2 separate regions of the Gasterosteus aculeatus genome follow, and region 1 is linked to region 2. The links are chromatin contacts, called in public Hi-C maps. All regions are on one chromosome and are shown on one strand. The core of a region is the stretch at or near the end of the contact, and the rest is flanking DNA. Distances in the headings are between cores, read along the strand shown.

Region 1 (2,700 bases), core at 199-2,698, 39 kb before region 2:
CAAACACACTTTGGGTCAATGATGTGAATCCCGGCCGGATGGCAGACATTTCTTTACCCGTAGTCCTTTTCCTACTTTGTCTGAAGCCATTTCCTCTCCCGAAGGAGTTGACGACACCTGCGTGCACAGCCCTACGACGTCGGCGTGTTGATGGACTGCAGAGTGCCGTCTCTTTTCTCCACAAAACCAAGAGTGCGTAACGTTTGCCCTTCGAGAGACACAGAGGTAAGAGGAGGGGAGAGAAACCATGGTATAGGACGGCAAAACGAGCTGATGGTTTAAAAAAAAAAAAAAGCTACAGATTACATTCTGCACACTGGAGAAAATGACCACACATGGGCTCACTTTGCGCACTTGGACACTGGGCGGGATCGGAGAGGAGATGTTTTGAAGGGTGTGCGCATTTGAGGCGGTGATTCCCTTCTTTAATCACAGAGCTCCTTGTGTCACGTTGCTCATCGCAGCCACACATGTACCTGTAGGCTATTATGAATAAAAATATGAAGCTGCAGCCAGCCAGCCTTGTTTAAAAAAAGATGATATTCAGGCGAAAGACTGGCAGGAACAGACGGTCAGAAGGGGGTAATAAGCGAAGTGAGAAGTTTTAAGTGATCCACAATTTCTTGCAAACATGCCTGTTGATGTGCAGAAGAATCTGTGCAGAATAATAAATCAAATCGACGGTTTGATGTGCACTGGGACTCTCATTTATTTTATAACCGTCCAATGCTGGTTTTACAGAATGTAAGCAGCCGATCTGCCATGCGTCATTTTTCCAGATTTTTCTTGATGCAACATTATGCCAGATAGAGACTACTCTTATTTTTAGCAAACAATTTAAATAAAATATTTATAGCATGCGTGTCCCATTCAAAAAGAATAATTTTGACAATGACAGATCTCATACATCCCTTTACAATACTGTGGATAACTGATATTCGCTAATAATGTATACAACTTTAATACAAGTTGGAATAAGAGGAAGTTAATTTTGTCCTCACTAACATGATGGAAATGCTGGAAACATGTCGAGAACCGTGTTTTATTGTTTGTCCAGAAACCTCTCCAATGGGGGAATTTTAATCAACATAAGATAGAGAATAAAACATTAATATAACATTGGTTTAAAGATCTGCTAACCAGGATCATCAGTCTGGATTACTACGTGGAGCTTTTGAGAACAAATGCTCTTGGCTAAAAACCTGAACCCAGGCAACTAAATGATAAGAGATTTAATACGTTTTCAACATGACATATGATTAAAGGCATGTTTATTTGACGTGTCTTGCTGCTAGTCCCGTAGCTGACAGACATGACACCAGCAGTCCTCCTGCCAGGAAGGACTAAAGCACACAGGCCAAAACAGGAAGCCCCGACAACACCCCCCAACGCACACACACACACGCACACATTGACCCTCCCACTGAATGACTGACAGGCTGGCTGGCCAGTGGTGGCTCCGTGGAGAATGCGTATCTGCATGCGTGTCTGGGCAGGGCGGATTGAAGGTTCCAGCTGGCCTGCCGTGGGACTCCCAATCGCGTGTGAATGGTCCTCCATGGGAGCCGTGGCTAACGGGTCCAACGCTGAAACACTCAACAGGCTGGAAAGGTCAGCGGAGGTGATTCCAGCAGGGTGAACGCAGGGATATGTCCAACGCAGCAGACCACAGGAGCCTGTGCATACTTTAGGGTTTGGTCTATTAAAAAGCGTCACGTTTCAAATTTAGACTGAATAAAGTGTGAATCATTTAAAAATATTGTGTAATAATATATTATGATAACATTCAAAAGTACATCCGATTGAGTTAAAAAAGGACTTATCATGTAAAGCGGTTGGTTTACCTGCCATTACTTCCCAAGTAAAGTAAATAATGAGTCTCTACGAAGCATCCTGAGCTGAGGACAAATGTCCCACATCATTTAGTTATCCGTGACCAACTAACCAGCCACACACAAACACTCACCCTGCAATCTTTTGACTGTCTCAAACACTTTTTGGAATGAGACCACACTTCTATTCAATAACCTCTGGTGTGAACTTAATTGTGTATACTCTGGTATTGAGTTTCGGACTCATGCTGGAGTCCCGTAGCGCTCAAATAGAAACAGGCGTTGTGAACTCGACAAGAGAGCGAGAGACACGGACCACCCAACGGCTGAAAAGAAAAACAAAGCTGGGTGGAGAGCAGTCAGCTTCGATCACGTCGGCGGCAGGACAGTTGGACATTGTTGTGTTGGAGCAGTCCGCCAAGGGTGAAAGAGGCCGAGAGACAGACGGGGTAGAATGCAGAAAAGGGTCATCTGGTCTTTTAGTCTGTATTTAGCAGCAAAATCTGCTGTTTTGGTTTCGGACAACGCGTCTTCTGATTTAAATGGAGTTGTAATGATTTACTTATTGTGACATTTCTTCCTAAATGAGGCTTAAATGATTTCCGATCTGTAAAGTTATCAGGGGAGTGAACGTAAAAATGAGCGACGGTCTTGTTTTATATCTCAGACAATTATCCCATTTTCACTGAATATTTCCAGGACAGAAATTATAGATACAAACAGCTTTTTTGCTGTTGTAAATTATCTGGACATAGCTGTTTTTAAACAAGTAACACTTTAAAAAACATAAAAATTAAGCTATAGATGTCCTGTATCTTTTTCCAAAATTGTACAAAACCTTATAAACAACTAAAAGCCAATATAATTC
Region 2 (2,700 bases), core at 120-2,619:
ACATTTTCTTTTTGCCTCAGTTACTTCCTTCACCTCTCTACTTGGATTTCTCCCTCGCCTCCTCTTCCCTTCCCCCCCCCCCCACCAACCTCCTGCCGCAGCTCAAAGTTATTGATAGTTTAAAGTTATGGACTAATAATAAGATGGACACTGCATGGCCAAGAGCCTATTATACCCCAGGTAATGGATAGTGAGGGGGTTTTGAATGACATTGCCCAGAGATTGGATGACAAAGGGTGGAGCGATTTATGGCCGACGCAAAGAGCCCCCCCACCCCCCCCCGCCGCCGTCCATCTTCCCTCGCACACGCAGCCGCCCCGTGCTATTTATCTCTAGCTTGATAAAGAAGCAGATGAGGCATGCCGATATTTATGGTGAAGATCTTCATAAAAACTATCGGCTCAGTTTAAAAAGTTAGACTCGACCCGGAGGGACAGCAAATCAACTCAAAACTCTCTGTGCACCTTTTTCATGTTGTCTAAGGCAAACTACACACATTATTTGGCCTCTTTCTGATAAAAAGTCTCTTTTGGTTTGTTAATCTTACCGCAGTACACGCGGGAATATCATGAAAATAATACCCAATCTCTAGTTAACTACAGATGCAAATGAAGTGAAGAAACAAAGCAAGCCTGGTGTCTTCTTGTTTTGTCAATTCCAAACATTTAACAACTTTAAAAACTCCTGTGATGGAGTGGTGATGAGGTTTAAGAGATACAAGTACTTCCTAGATGTTACGGCACAGAGACTGAGCATCATGTGCCGTTTGTTAATGGAAAACCAGGAACAATCAAAAGCCCTGGTTGCAGAGGTCAGCGCAGCAGAGACGTCTACCGTGTATTGGCTCAAAGCGGCCTGCTCGGGTCTCTATTTAGAGAAGCAACAACAAAAGCAGAGGCACTTCAGACGCTGCTGTCGGGACGGAGGGCGAAGGGGAGAGGGACGGGCATGAGGGAGTGCAATGGAAAAGGCTTGTCAACATTATCTGCTTTATTGATTTAACAGTAAAGACTTGCCGCTTAAGCTTTATGTTGCTGCGGCTGGCCCCCTGGAAAATACAACAGCTTGCAAATAAAAAAAAAAACAATTTCCTAAAAAACTTGAGCATTTTTATTTTCATCTCCTGCCTAACAGCTCAGGTTTTGGCAAGCATTATAGTTACCGGTTCACACATTTCATCATGTTCATGAGTAGCCACGAAGAGTGGACCATGTGCAACTCTGCTCACTGTCTAAAAGAGATCGATAGCATTAAAAGAGGGAAACACCGTCGTCTACAGGGCCAACGGATGGGAATAGTAATGAGAAGTCTAATGCTGACAATGCTAGCAGGTTGATGTTGAGTTGCTACAATGTTTTTCACATTCATTAAATGCGTTACCATGCCAACACGGCTAAGTAATGGGACCAGATGGCCGCACTAAATGGAAGGTTACAGCATCAAGATGTGTACAATTCATCCTAGGGGAACCATGAATGTCGGTGTTAAATATCAGAGCAATCCGTCTCATGGTTGTGGATTCGTTTAAAAATAATGTCAACGTCATCGATTCATTAATTCAGTGCAAACCTGTGGGAGAATTAATCTCAGACCAAGAACAGCAGGTTTTCTCAAATTACGAGGCAAGAACGGGCAAAAGGCACCACTAGCTTTTTTACATGGAAGTAAGCGGGGCCCCTGGAACTTTGAGGCCCTGGGCCTGTGCTGCAGGCCTCACCAGTAATCCATTGATTTTCTGGGTCAAAGTCTTTGATCAATGCAAAAGATTGAAAGATGCGCAAAATAACCTTGATTATGATTATTCCTCTTGGCAAGGTGCCGTAACGTAGGAATTTGCATTTTACATTACGATTCAATTTGAAAAAGGAATTTGTGTAGCTGTAACTAGAAGCCCTTCTATCAGCATTGATGCTGAACAGGGCGAACGAAAAGCAGACAATGTCATCAAAAGGGGAATGGGAGGAGGGGGGGTGGGGGGTTCTCCCAATCAAAGGACTTTTTCATTTCAATTTTTGATTTTTCCCTGTGCTGATGTGAGGGTTTCGACACAGACGTTGTTGCATGTGCACAGACTGTAAAGCCCTCTGAGGCAAATTTGTAAATTGCAATTTTGGGCTGTACAAAATAAGAATAATTGAATGTCGCTTTCCTGCCCATTTTAATGAATGAACAGAAACAACGCCAGAGCAAAGAGCACATAACCTAAAATTGTATAGAAATTCCCCCGAGAAGACACTACACCCCATGCGGACAGGAGAGCAGTGGGGTCAACAGAATGTGTCCCCGGAGCAGCGTGGGGCCTTTGTGTTCTGACCTGTTGAGGCGTAAAGAAACATTTACGTGGCCCTTTAGACCAAAGCAGCTGCTCGGGCCTCCTACAGCTACCCGAAAGCCCCGTCAACACACTCAAGAAACACACCAGAGGATCTGTGGTTTCTTTGTTGTGGAATCTATCTGAATTTGATTGTGTCCTGCGCAGCATGCATGACCAAAGGATCAAATAAGCAAAGTGTAATTACATGCAAAAGAGGACGCACAAGGCAAGATGAGCTCGAACTTTTTGAAGGCTCACAGACGGACGGACTAGCAGACAGGTAACAGACCAAGACAGGTAATAAAATAGGCGTACAGGTGGACAGCTGAGCAAACTGAGAGCGACAAACAAATATAACAGGATAGAAATCCATACGTGTTGACATG

Evidence for each region. Hi-C and Micro-C count contacts between places; a contact is called where the count stands out from the background.
Region 1: a Hi-C map of skeletal muscle shows a contact between it and region 2, with 2.5 times the contacts expected there. The contact joins two enhancer-like sites. A contact is called at or near these places in 3 of 6 Hi-C or Micro-C datasets (skeletal muscle and whole body).

What each region holds. Positions count from the first base shown.
Region 1 is chr8:13,536,694-13,539,393 of fGasAcu3.hap1.1, reverse strand. All of the region lies in intron 23 of LOC120824260 (adhesion G protein-coupled receptor D2), which reads right to left. Among protein-coding and RNA genes, the nearest start is that of LOC120824260, 56 kb to the right of the region's middle. Within about 2 kb of position 1,448, at least 2 of the 9 cell types and tissues checked have open chromatin away from gene starts, as enhancers often do.
Region 2 is chr8:13,497,305-13,500,004 of fGasAcu3.hap1.1, reverse strand. All of the region lies in intron 19 of LOC120824260 (adhesion G protein-coupled receptor D2), which reads right to left. Among protein-coding and RNA genes, the nearest start is that of LOC120824260, 16 kb to the right of the region's middle. Within about 2 kb of position 1,369, at least 1 of the 9 cell types and tissues checked has open chromatin away from gene starts, as enhancers often do.